3 separate regions of the Mus musculus genome follow, and regions 1 and 3 are each linked to region 2. The links are chromatin contacts, called in public promoter capture Hi-C maps. All regions are on one chromosome and are shown on one strand. Each heading gives the region's core, a stretch centred on a gene start, on an enhancer-like site or on the middle of the called end of the contact. The rest is flanking DNA. Distances are from core to core; before and after follow the strand shown. Region 1 overlaps Lpp (LIM domain containing preferred translocation partner in lipoma). Region 2 holds the start of Lppos (LIM domain containing preferred translocation partner in lipoma, opposite strand). Region 3 overlaps Lpp (LIM domain containing preferred translocation partner in lipoma).

Region 1 (3,757 bases), core at 12-2,511, 230 kb before region 2:
TATTCAGCTTGCCCACCCATTTACCCCAGTGGTTAAAGCTTCAGGAAGAGTTAGGAGTTTCTTACAAAAGGAGACCTCTGAACAGACCAAGAAATCAAGGAGAAGACAGTAAAATATATAAGATACGAGTAAAGATTCTCAAGGGGGATCATTGCTATCCTGGATTGATATTTCCTTCAGACAGCTGGAAAGATGCAACCATTTAATCTACTTTTCTATCAATTCCTCCATCGAAGAGTCAACCTGGGATTTTTTTATTGGGCTCTCAAGATGGGCCCTGGAGGTAGAAGCACAAAGCTTGTTGACCTGAATGTAATCAACAAAACCAAAGCATCAAAGAGAACTGAATTCCATGAGTTATAAAGACACACAGAAACACATTCAAAGGCATGAGCATGCAAGAGCACATACACATACAAACACATACACACGCATACACACACACATACACACACACACATACACACATACATACACACACATACACACACACACATACACACACACATACACACACATACACACACATATACACACATACACACACATATACACACATACACACATACACACACATACACACACATACACACACACATACACACACACATACACACACACACACATACACACACACACAGTTACAACATTTCTAAACAATAGACATTTTCAGTTACCTTTTCTACATTCAAAGCTTCAAAGCAAGCTCACATAGGATAATCTATAACATCTTTACAAAGACAGCAGGCTGACAGTTTCCGTCACCATCACTGTGAGCTTTTATTACTCAAATTCCATTCATTCCTTTAAGGTTTTAATTTTTATCAAAATTGAAGTTGTCCTGGCTGGGTTCCACTCTGACACACTTTCAAAAACAAATTTGTTCCCTTCCAATTTTGATATCTATCTACCTATAGCCACACAGTTATCCATAGTTCAGTGTGTGCACACTCAACAAAAAAATTCTTACACAGACTTTACAAGTCGGAACATTAGACTATGGAACTGGCATTTAGACATAGCTGTACTCAAATCAAAGTCTCCATTTTTTTTTGTAAGCCACAAGACCTTGGATAGCTTGTTTATTATCTGTCTGAGTTTCAATTTAATTTGTTTCAAAACAAAAAATGTTAGTGCCAAGCTGTAATAATGCTATAAAAAGGATATAACAAGAAACCGGAACATGCTTAATGAGATCTCACTAGTAAACTAGATACACTTAAGCATGTGAACATACACTGTGCAAAGACTTTGGAGAAAGAACAAGTAAAACATTAACCCATGGGACTGCTGACAGGGAACACAGAGTAGACATCCAAAGGTCAATTTTATAACATAACTAAATTTGTGTTTTGTGGAAACAATTTGATTCCATGTCTTTCAGGAGTAAACCATTGTCAAACAATTGCTGAAAGTGAATAGCACCATCCTACAGTTTAGATCTGGATGGAAATGAAGCTGAGTTGTTCTGTCACACTGTTTTGACAACTGAGAAAACTAGCCCATTGTTTGGTAACTATTGTGATTACTGGTGTGTTTTGTCCATTTTCACACATTTCCACAACCTCCCTGATGTCCTGTTAACCCTATCTGGCTGCATGCCACCTTCTAGTCAGTGTTACTAAGACAAAACATCAGCATTAAGCCTGGTAGATCTTTCCCACCCACAGTCTTTTATACTGAGCATGCATGAAGACGATCTAGGAGTGCTGTTCAGAACAAAGCCAAACTTGAAAAGGCTCTAAGTAGTTAGGAGAAACCATTATTCTTCAAAGAGTGGGAAAAGCAGTGGTAGTAAGGGTGGTCTGATGCCACCTGCATGGTACCCATCATTCTCCAAGTCTCCATCCTCCCCTGGGGCTCCAGCTTTATTCTCCTTCCACTTCCAAAACCACTTCCACTTAATGGCATGATAATATGTGCCAAATTCGTTGTACAAAAGAATGAAGATTCTCTATAGTCACCAGACAGAGACTTAGCCAAGATTTGGACCTGGTCTCAGCTAGACCATGTTGAAGGATAAGACAACATGATGGCAGATGGCAATTTCACTATAAAACTAGTAATGTTTATATATGGATTAATTCAACCCAGAGAAATGTGATCAGAAAACAACAACAACAACAACAAAAAGCTTTAAATTTACCATTAGCAAAAGATTTCTCAGAAGAGTCCTCTATTTAATGGAATTATGTCTGCAGATCTATGAAATAATAAAATTATTAAGAAGCTAAGAGACCTGGTGTGTGTGTGTGTGTGTGTGTGTGTGTGTGTGTGTGTGTGTTTCAAATTATGCAATGGATGGAACACATAAAAATCTATATCAAAAATCTGAATCCAGGGCATGCTAAGAGAGAAGACCAACATTGTCAAGCACACTGTAAAAGCATCTTTACTTGATCAAACTTGTGCTTAAACATCAGGCTTTGAGTTATGTGTCTGTTCCCATAGGTTGCTTCAGAGACTTTCCTACATTTTAGGAAGGAGTCCTCATCATGCGTCTACTCCAGGTGTTTATGGATGGGAAATGCTCCAAACACACACCAAAGACCAAAGCAGCAAAGGGTCAGAGAGCAACAGCTACTGCTGCCTCTGTACTGAGATCATGCAAGCTTCCAAAGACATGATCACTTTTCCAGCCAGCCTGTGGATTTGGTCCTCTATACACAAGTCCCGATGCTGTGTAACTATGATAGGAACATTACAAGTGACTGATACAGACAGAGGAGAGACATAATTATCCTATTTTCATAAAAAGAAAAAGGAAATATCAAAGTACTAAGAGATATCTGAACTGGCAAACAAGATAACCTAGGTCAAAGGTTGAACAACCTAAAACTTAACAAGCAGCCCTGTGAGCGCTTGCTTGAACCTTTAGTCTAGGGAAGCCCAAAAGAGTCCAAGTTCATTGCCTCATGTAAGCAGGGGTACTGGAAGGAGTCAAGGGGCTGGGAGACTGGGATGTAAAGTAACTAAATAAATATTTTTAAATGAGTTTATAGACTGTAACTCTGTTGGTAAAAGTGAAATGTGGGATGGATCATTGAATAAATGTAGTATGAAGGAAACATGTCATGGTGACAATACTGGTGATAATAAAGTATTTCAAGTTGAAGATGCATACCTAGAACAAGGTGATCACCATATAAATGGGCAAGGACTGACAGAAGTGAGCACATTCTTTTTGATGTTACAGACACCATCATTTTATCTGACTTTACATGGAGTAACTGTGTTGAATAACCTGTGCACTTTAGGTTATTTAAAGTTCCCATCCCTACCTTCATTTTTTAAGCTAGAAACTTTGCCCATTCACTCTTCCCAAATCAGACTTAGTTTGATGAGGTGTTAACAGATTTCACTCAGACTTTGGGAATGGATGGCCTAGTAAAGCCAGGGAGAAAGCTCTAGTTCCAATCATTCAATGCAGTGGTACCAAGGTGAAATAACATATAGCAAGGGAATAAAGCTCTCAAAGGCCTCACAGTAAGTCTATGACTAAAGGCAGCATAATACTAGGACAAGAGAATGGCCTATTTTTAGTATGTGAGACTGTTTTTGAGAACCACCAGGACACTGAACCTTGATTTCTGTTCCTACTATACCTTGTCCAGTGATAAGTAAAAATCTTTCCCATGATCCCCTTTGACGAATGGGAACAGCCCAAGATGTGAAAGGTGAAGTTCACCTCTAGCCTTCAGAGACCCAGAGGACAGGAAAGATACATGGGAACAGAAAAGAAAGGCATTGCCAGGGC
Region 2 (3,772 bases), core at 855-3,354:
ATTTTTATATTTGACAGTGGTGGTACATAATAGGTCTTCAGCAACACATGCCAAGCAAATGAAACAACAGCCCATGATCATTTTCTTAAGCCAAATTATCACCTCTCCTTGAAACCGGGCAGCAGGAGGCTGCTTCTCGATGCCAACTCTCTAAATCATGTTCCTGCCTGCTCAAAACCCTCAAAAGTCATATGCAAACTAGATGGCCCGACATTCCTAAAGCCTTTCAGAATCATGTCTCTTCTCCCACTCTGGAAATGTCTACCTTTCTCAGAGGAATCACCTCCTCGCACAAGAGACTGTCCCTCCACAAAGGGTGCTACTCAGTCCTAGGCCTAATAACCAAGTCAGGAACTTGGCTTCCTCTCCCACTGCCTATGCCCAACTCCAAGGCCAGAGCTGCATACAAGGAATTGCAGGAGGTGGTGTTGGGAAAGAGAGGAAGGAGGGAGTTCAAGATAGGCAAGACAAGGCATTGCCCAAGCTCAGGACCCGGGTGTGTCCCCCTACCCTTCACATAGCTAATCCTCAATAGATTGTATTCTGGATTCCACAGGCTACCTTCCAAAGATTACATACAAGATACACAGTTTCCTCTTTAAGTGCCCCTTGGCATTGGCAAGGACACCAGGAGACTCCTGGGAAAGCAAGATTCTTACTGGGTTTCTGCACCAACATCCCCCACCCCACCTCAATCCAGCAGTGAATATGGGGCTAGCAATTCAACTTCTGTGGACCGGGGTCTACTTCCTGTTTGTAAAACTGAGAAAGGGTCCCGCTGGGAGAGGTTGACACACTCTACAGTAGCCCTGTACACTTTCCCTCTTCCCCTAAAGCTTGTCTGAAAACTCGCTTGTGCCGGGAATAGTGAAAACAGTGAACCATTAAGTCACTAACATCTTTGAGAAAAAGTTTTACTGCAGAGGCAAGTTTGCAAAGGGAGTGTATAGAAACAGGAGAGTCCCAGAAAGGATCCGCGGAGAGCTCTTGCCAGGCCTTCCTTGTGGGGGAGGGGAAGCAGTGGACCCCCTTCCTAAAGAGAAAGAAGGCCAGAAACAGTTTACACTGCCCTGTCCAAGTACCCAAGCCACAACTCCACTGACACGGTCTCCTGTCATACTCCCACCCCAAGCCACGAACACAATTCCACCCACGCCCACTCCCCACCCTTATTTAGCCTTCTCTGGTCTGCAGCTGCCTCCCTGACACGAAAGGCCTCGCCTTTTTTACTTAAGAAAACTCCCTATCCTTCAAAGGAGTCAATCACAGGCCCCTCTGGGATTTCGGGTCCGGCCATGGAGGCCAAAATAAGAAAAGTCCTTCCGCGAACTCCCATAAAAAAACCTGATCTTTGCGTTCTCTCCAGGATTTGGCCCTTCCTACTTTGAGTCAGGTTAGGCTCCTGCGTTCCAGTGAGCGCTCCCAGAGGGCAAAGTTTGGCCTCTGTAACCTACAGTGCTTAAAAGCAGTGGAGACTCCACAACCGCTTACAAAAAGATAAATTAATTAATAAATTTTTTAAAAAATTTTAAAAAGGCAGCAGGGGAGCAGAGGTCCGGAGCCACCGATCTTAACCTGGCTCCACCTTCCAGGGATGACTTCCAGGAAAGCCTGCCTCTCTTTGCCTCGCCTGCCCTGACTGTAAAATGGGAAGACTCCGAGTCACTGGGTCCCTAGGCCCTTTCCGCGGTGACAACTGGGATTCCACGAAAGCTCGAAGCCACCGGGCGCGGCCCCGCCCCCTGGGCACCCAGAAAGGCCCGGGCCGGGGGCGCGCTGGGGACTCCCGCATCCGCCCCTCCCCCACGGCGTGCACCCCCGCTTCCCGGCCGGGGACCCGCACTTCCGCGGCGGGCGGGGCGGAGCAGGGCGCCCCGCGCTCCCCACCACCCTCAGCGGCCCGTCCCCCGGGGGGTCGGGGGGTCGAGCGGCGCCCGCGGGCCGAGGCTGCGGGAGGAAGCCTTCGCTACGATACCTGGGGGAGGAGGTGGACCGGGCAGCGGCGGCCGCGACGGCTGGAGGCGGAGGCTCGGGCGGAGGAGGAGGTGCCGGGCACTCCCCCTCCCATTGTCCCGGCCCGGCCCGCGGCCCGCAGCGGCCCGCTCCGCCCGGCCCGCGTCCTCCCCGGTGCCCGGCCCCGCTGCCGGCCCTTACCTTGCAGCGGCCGGCTCTCCCCCGCCGCTAACGCTACTTATCCCGGGAAAGCTCGAGCGGGCCCCGGGAGCGAACCCACAGACAAAAAGTGAAACTTCAGCAGCAGGCCGGGAGTGGCTGCTGGTTGGTGCTCTCCCCCTCCTTCCTCCCCACCCCCTCCCCGCGGTCTCCCGTGCGGTGCCCTGAGCGCTGGAGGCTGACGTCAGGGGCCTGAATTCCTGACTTTGCCTGCACGCATTTGTCCATGTAAGGTATGGGGAGGCGTGTGCCCGCGGGCCGCCGCACTAGCCGGACGGGGAGGGGGCGCGGGGGGCAGCGGCGGCTCGAGGTGGGTGACCCTGGGCAATGCACTTCCTGGAGGAGGGGACGCGGGGGGAGGAGGGGGTACAGGGAGCATGGGAAGAGGAAGGAAAAGAGGGATCTGCCTCCACTGGAGGAAGAGGAAGGAGATGCAGGAGGAAGTCGAGAAACCGGCACAACTCGGGTCTGTTCTGCAGACGACAGATTGGAAAGCTGAGCTTGAGCAAAGAGATCCTGCCATGGAACACCCCACCCCCCACCCTAAGAGCCTCGTCGGAGCCCCGCCCAGGACTCCAGCAGGACTCAGAAGTCCGGGATGGTAGAGAGCAACTTCAGTTCCCTTCGCACAGGAGAGCTCCGAAGCTGGGACCTGACCCAGTCCTGCCCCGTGGAGAGGAGCCAGTATTCTACTCTTAGCTGGGTTTCCGCCTCCAGGCACGACCCGGCCTCTAACTGTGAGCTTAGACCCAAGTTAGAGCTAGGCAGATGACTTGACCCACTGAAGTGACTAACCCCAGTTCCTGGAAGGTTGTGGTTGACAAGCCTTGAGAAACAATGGCAATCGAGTGCTTCAGGGCAACTTCCTGTCCTTTGTTCAAAGACAAGAACCTTTGGAGTTTAACTTTTGCTTCCCAACCCTGCCCTGCCGGAAAACCAACCAGAAAGCTTGCTCTGTTCTTACAGCTTAAAAAAAGAAAATACACGAACTGGGTGAACTGGTTTGAATAAAGACAAGCCTGTTCTTGGAAGGTTGGGTTTGGATATTTTGTGTTTGATATTTGTAAAAGTGAGCAACGATGAGAACCCCTTTTACTAGGTTAAGATTCCGGCTAGGAGACACTGGAAGCCCTCTGGCCCTCAGTAGTGAACGCTTTTCATCCCGGCACAAGAGAGGTTTACATAGACACTGTCACAAACTAACCAAAAACACAGATTTGGGTGTGGGTGTGTGGGTGGGGGTGTGGGTGTTTCTATCCTGTATCCTTTGCTTTACCCCAGTCTCCCAAACAACTTCAACCCATGCTAATAACACAACCACCCATTCTGGTCTTTGATTGGGTTGGGTAGGATCTAAGGAAAATACCATAACATGACCTGCACAACACAGCTGTCTGAGCATGCCCCTGACCTTCCCACTCTCAAGCCACCTTCCACCACCGTGGGCCCTCACCTTCTACAGCCTAACTCAGTCATGCAGACAGAAAAAGTACACCAGGGACTTCAGGGGTGGGGACGCTCCAACGTGCCTCTTCTCCGGTTATATTTTGATGAACCTTTCGGACTAAGTGTCAAAGTACGTACTCCTGTACTTAACATG
Region 3 (3,447 bases), core at 663-3,162, 250 kb before region 2:
CTCTTGAAAAGACTTGTGAATGCAGTCACCCCAGAGGATTAAATCTCTGGGGCCACCTCATTGGGAGGATCCAGTTCATTTCACACAGCCTCAAATAGGACATATGAGCTTTTTGCACCCAACACCAACTTATTCCCTGTGGAATTTCTCATAGTAACCCTCACCCGCTGATCTTGGTCACCACCCAAACACCAGATCCTGGGTGCCAATAAATTGGAAATCAAAGCAAGGTAAATTGGAAGTGAAAGTCAACTAGGTTTCACTTCTGTCTGGCCACCCAAAGGGGAGAAACGCTGTCCTGGCATTTCTGTCAAACCATCAGGCAAAATCGTTCTCCCAAAAATAAATACCAGAGTGTATCAACCACAGCTTCTGACTCTATATAACAAACAAACAAACAAACAAACAAATGATGTCATTCATTTACCATCTACTTACTTTGTTGATCTCTTCATTTTAATAGGAAAGCTTTTGTTCGTATGCCTCAGACTGGATTGGAACGAGGCTATGATATAGAAATCTTCTGAGGACAGGGGTCTTAACATTCTAGGATTCCCAACAACTTCTCATCCCAAGCCAGCAGGGGCATAAACATGAGAAGGACACATTTCTAGAAACAGCACTCCTGACAAAGCTCTCAAACACCTGTGGCCTTTGTTTCTCTGATATTCTAGGGATTGGGCGGTGTTGTACTCTTAATCCTCTCGGTTATAAAACAAGTCTAAGTGTTGATCTTCTGTGCCAGCGAGGATTTATCCTACAGAGTTTTCTGTTTTGTTTTGGTTTTTGGTGCCTACGTTAAAAAAAAAAACAAAAAACAAAAAACGAAAGTATCTTGAAAACAAAGTATCTCAGTATCTTATTGATTACCAATACAGGCCAATATTGTTTGAACTAAGCTTAGAGAAAGCAGTAAGACACACCTGAAGACTGGTTCCTCCAGTTCCCTAACTGTCCTCTATGGAGTCCATTCTATCGCCACTGGACAATACAAATTTGTTTTAAATGGGATGTTCTAAACAGCCCAGCATGCGATGAGCATGGGAGTCATCGCCTAAAACACAGAGAGTCGATGGAACTAATTGTAAATTCTACTTCATGTTAATTCATATAAATTAGATATAAACTAAAACTCAAAATCATGACTAGCAGCTAGCATATCACATGTCAGGGAATTATCTCTACTACATAAAGAAGATGACTCATTCCATTTTCCAAGGACAAAATTCATGTTTGGAAAGTATGAAACTCAACCCGTTTTTTGTCAAAATTTCAGTATCAGAGAGTATATAGAAGAAACCCCCAAGGCATGAGCAGATTCACAGATTTCTCATCATTTGAATAAGGAGATGCCAATAGGGAAAATAATCAGGTTTTACATATTCCCAACACCTCAACTCAGATACTGGGTTAAAGGTACTCACAAGTGAGGGCCAGGAACTAGGAAAGGGAATTATTACACAGGGAAACACTGTTTTATGTTTTGTTTTGTTTTGTTTTGTTTTTGTGTGTTGTTGTTATTTAGAAAAAAAAGGGCAGTGCTACAGAAAGCCCCGAGTGTTAGTGCTACCCTGCCAAGGATGTTTCATGAGGACATTCTGGGGAGCAAGTGGCTGACATGGCTTCTCAGGGGAGTTTATTACTGATGAGGCCATATGTTAAGGTTCCACAGTCCGCATTACCAAACAGCAGGGGCAGAGGAGCAGTGTCTCTATTCTGAACACAGGTAGGGCCACAGAACACACTAATACCCCCGAGGAGGCAGGGACCCAGCACAGTGAGGCATAGCAGAAAGTGAGGCTCTTCACTAGTAAAGAAACTGCAGGGAAGGCAGGGCAAATGCAACCGGAAAGGTTAAGAGTTATGCAGGCATAGCAGGTGTGAGGGGAACAGACGTACAGTGAACACACAGGAAGAGAGGCAGTGTGAGCTACTGAGTCAGCACATGGCACACGGGAAGTCATTTCAAATCCACTTAGACCTTCAACCTCCATCAACAGATTAATAACTTCAAAGCAAATTGAAATGAACTTGATTATACTTGCAAATTACAGCAAAATTAAAAGACACCCCAAATGTAAAGGTAACACTAGTATATATGCGCATAATACATAAAATTCAAAAACGCTAACAGAATCACACACACTCACACACACACACAGACACACACACACACACACAAAGTTAATGCTGTTTGGATAAGATGTGAGTTACCTGATTAGGCAATTGTTTGTTTTAAAAAAAAAAAAATCCTATCATGGGACAAGGGAAAATAAAGCCAGAATTGTGACATGCCAACTAATTCACTCTGTGTGCAGAAAGTCACTTCATCAAGCTGCTGCAATGAAACTGCCACCCATCTCTTCAGCAGCAGCTCCTTGACACAAGCAAAGGAGACGTGAGTATGAGAGAGAACCGTGAGAAACTGGCACCTAATACAGAACAGGGACACATAACCAGGGATCTCTTTAGCTTACAAGGAGATCCATGCAACAGAACACCCATGCATCTGATCAGAGGACCCAAGTAAGCCAGGGTTATGGATCTATTAGGAACAACTGGGTGTAAGGATCTAGAATCAGGCTTAATGGGAAATGTCATCTCATTTCCGGTGGTCTGTTAGGCAGATAAGCCCTTTGGACAAATATTTTAAGGTTTTCCCTTATCATGGTGCCATCATCTGAGTGGGAAATGTCTCCACAGAATCATTCTTGAACCCTTTGCTTCACTTTATCGGGATTTTGAAGCTATAGAGCTGTGAGGAACTGAGACCTGACTGATGGAAGACATGGTTATGTTCTACCTCTGTGCGCCTCGTGGTCAGCAACATGGAAAGGCCTGTATCCCATGATGCACAGCCACAGGCTGAGCTGCCCCACTATGCCTTCCCAGCCCTAAAGAATGGCAAGCCTCCCTGGGATGCTATGAGTCAAGTTGTTACAAAAAGTGGTCACAATGACACAGGAGGAACTAAAAGCATACTTCTACAAAAGCCTGGGAAACTCAGCGCCGTGTGAGCAGGGAAAGTGGGGACCCACATTAACTCTTCTTGCTTCCCCAAGTGGATCACTGAGAACACCCTTGCTCAGGAAGCTTTTATGAAGATGTAATGAGACCACAGCAATCAATGCTATGCTATGCTATGCTATGCTATGCTATGCTATGCTATGCTATGCTATGTACTGTCTGTCTGCTCTCTGCCTCTATATTAGAAACACCTCACTTGGGTTTCCTCATTCTAAGAATATAAACTTCTGCCTCCCTCTCTATTTTCTAGGTAATTTGGTTAAAAGCAAACACCTTCTGTGCTTACCACACAGAATCTTATAACCTAGACTGAGGAAATCAGAGAAACCACTAACCTTAATGAAGTATTGGCTATATATACCTGTGCTTCTATCTATATCTTAAAATAGTTTATAATTAAGAGCAGAACTCTACTGACAA

The links. Promoter capture Hi-C pulls out the DNA fragments that hold promoters and counts their contacts.
Region 1: a promoter capture Hi-C map of liver shows a contact between it and region 2, with 4 times the contacts expected there. The contact joins the enhancer-like site here to the promoter of Lppos in region 2. A contact is called at or near these places in 7 of 39 promoter capture datasets (the 3T3-L1 cell line, the C10 cell line, liver and 2 more), 1 of 15 datasets of contacts at CTCF or cohesin (pro-B cells), 21 of 484 Hi-C or Micro-C datasets (the 3T3-L1 cell line, B cells, the BV-2 cell line and 13 more), 12 of 115 datasets of contacts at active chromatin or transcription factors (the 230-238 cell line, CD8 T cells, bone marrow-derived dendritic cells and 8 more) and 2 of 9 other capture datasets (liver and macrophages).
Region 3: a promoter capture Hi-C map of liver shows a contact between it and region 2, with 4 times the contacts expected there. The contact joins the enhancer-like site here to the promoter of Lppos in region 2. A contact is called at or near these places in 8 of 39 promoter capture datasets (3T3-L1-derived adipocytes, the C10 cell line, cranial neural crest and 4 more), 11 of 484 Hi-C or Micro-C datasets (B cells, the C10 cell line, CD4 T cells and 6 more), 7 of 115 datasets of contacts at active chromatin or transcription factors (the 230-238 cell line, CD8 T cells, bone marrow-derived macrophages and 3 more) and 2 of 9 other capture datasets (adipose tissue and liver).

The regions. Positions count from the first base shown.
Region 1 is chr16:24,620,260-24,624,016 of GRCm38.p6, reverse strand. All of the region lies in intron 5 of Lpp (LIM domain containing preferred translocation partner in lipoma), which reads right to left. Among named protein-coding and RNA genes, the nearest start is that of Mir28a, 210 kb to the left of the region's middle. Within about 2 kb of position 1,261, at least 15 of the 459 cell types and tissues checked have an H3K27ac peak or open chromatin away from gene starts, as enhancers often do. A contact at or near this core is called in liver, where this site is marked.
Region 2 is chr16:24,391,987-24,395,758 of GRCm38.p6, reverse strand. It overlaps Lppos (LIM domain containing preferred translocation partner in lipoma, opposite strand), which reads left to right and starts at 2,104. Exons shown (of 2, transcript NR_037954.1): 1 at 2,104-2,405; 2 at 2,652-3,203. It overlaps Lpp (LIM domain containing preferred translocation partner in lipoma), which reads right to left and starts at 2,409. Exons shown (of 13, transcript NM_178665.5): 1 at 2,155-2,409.
Region 3 is chr16:24,640,011-24,643,457 of GRCm38.p6, reverse strand. All of the region lies in intron 5 of Lpp (LIM domain containing preferred translocation partner in lipoma), which reads right to left. Among named protein-coding and RNA genes, the nearest start is that of Mir28a, 190 kb to the left of the region's middle. Within about 2 kb of position 1,912, at least 25 of the 459 cell types and tissues checked have an H3K27ac peak or open chromatin away from gene starts, as enhancers often do. A contact at or near this core is called in B cells, CD8 T cells, Th1 cells and 3 more, where this site is marked.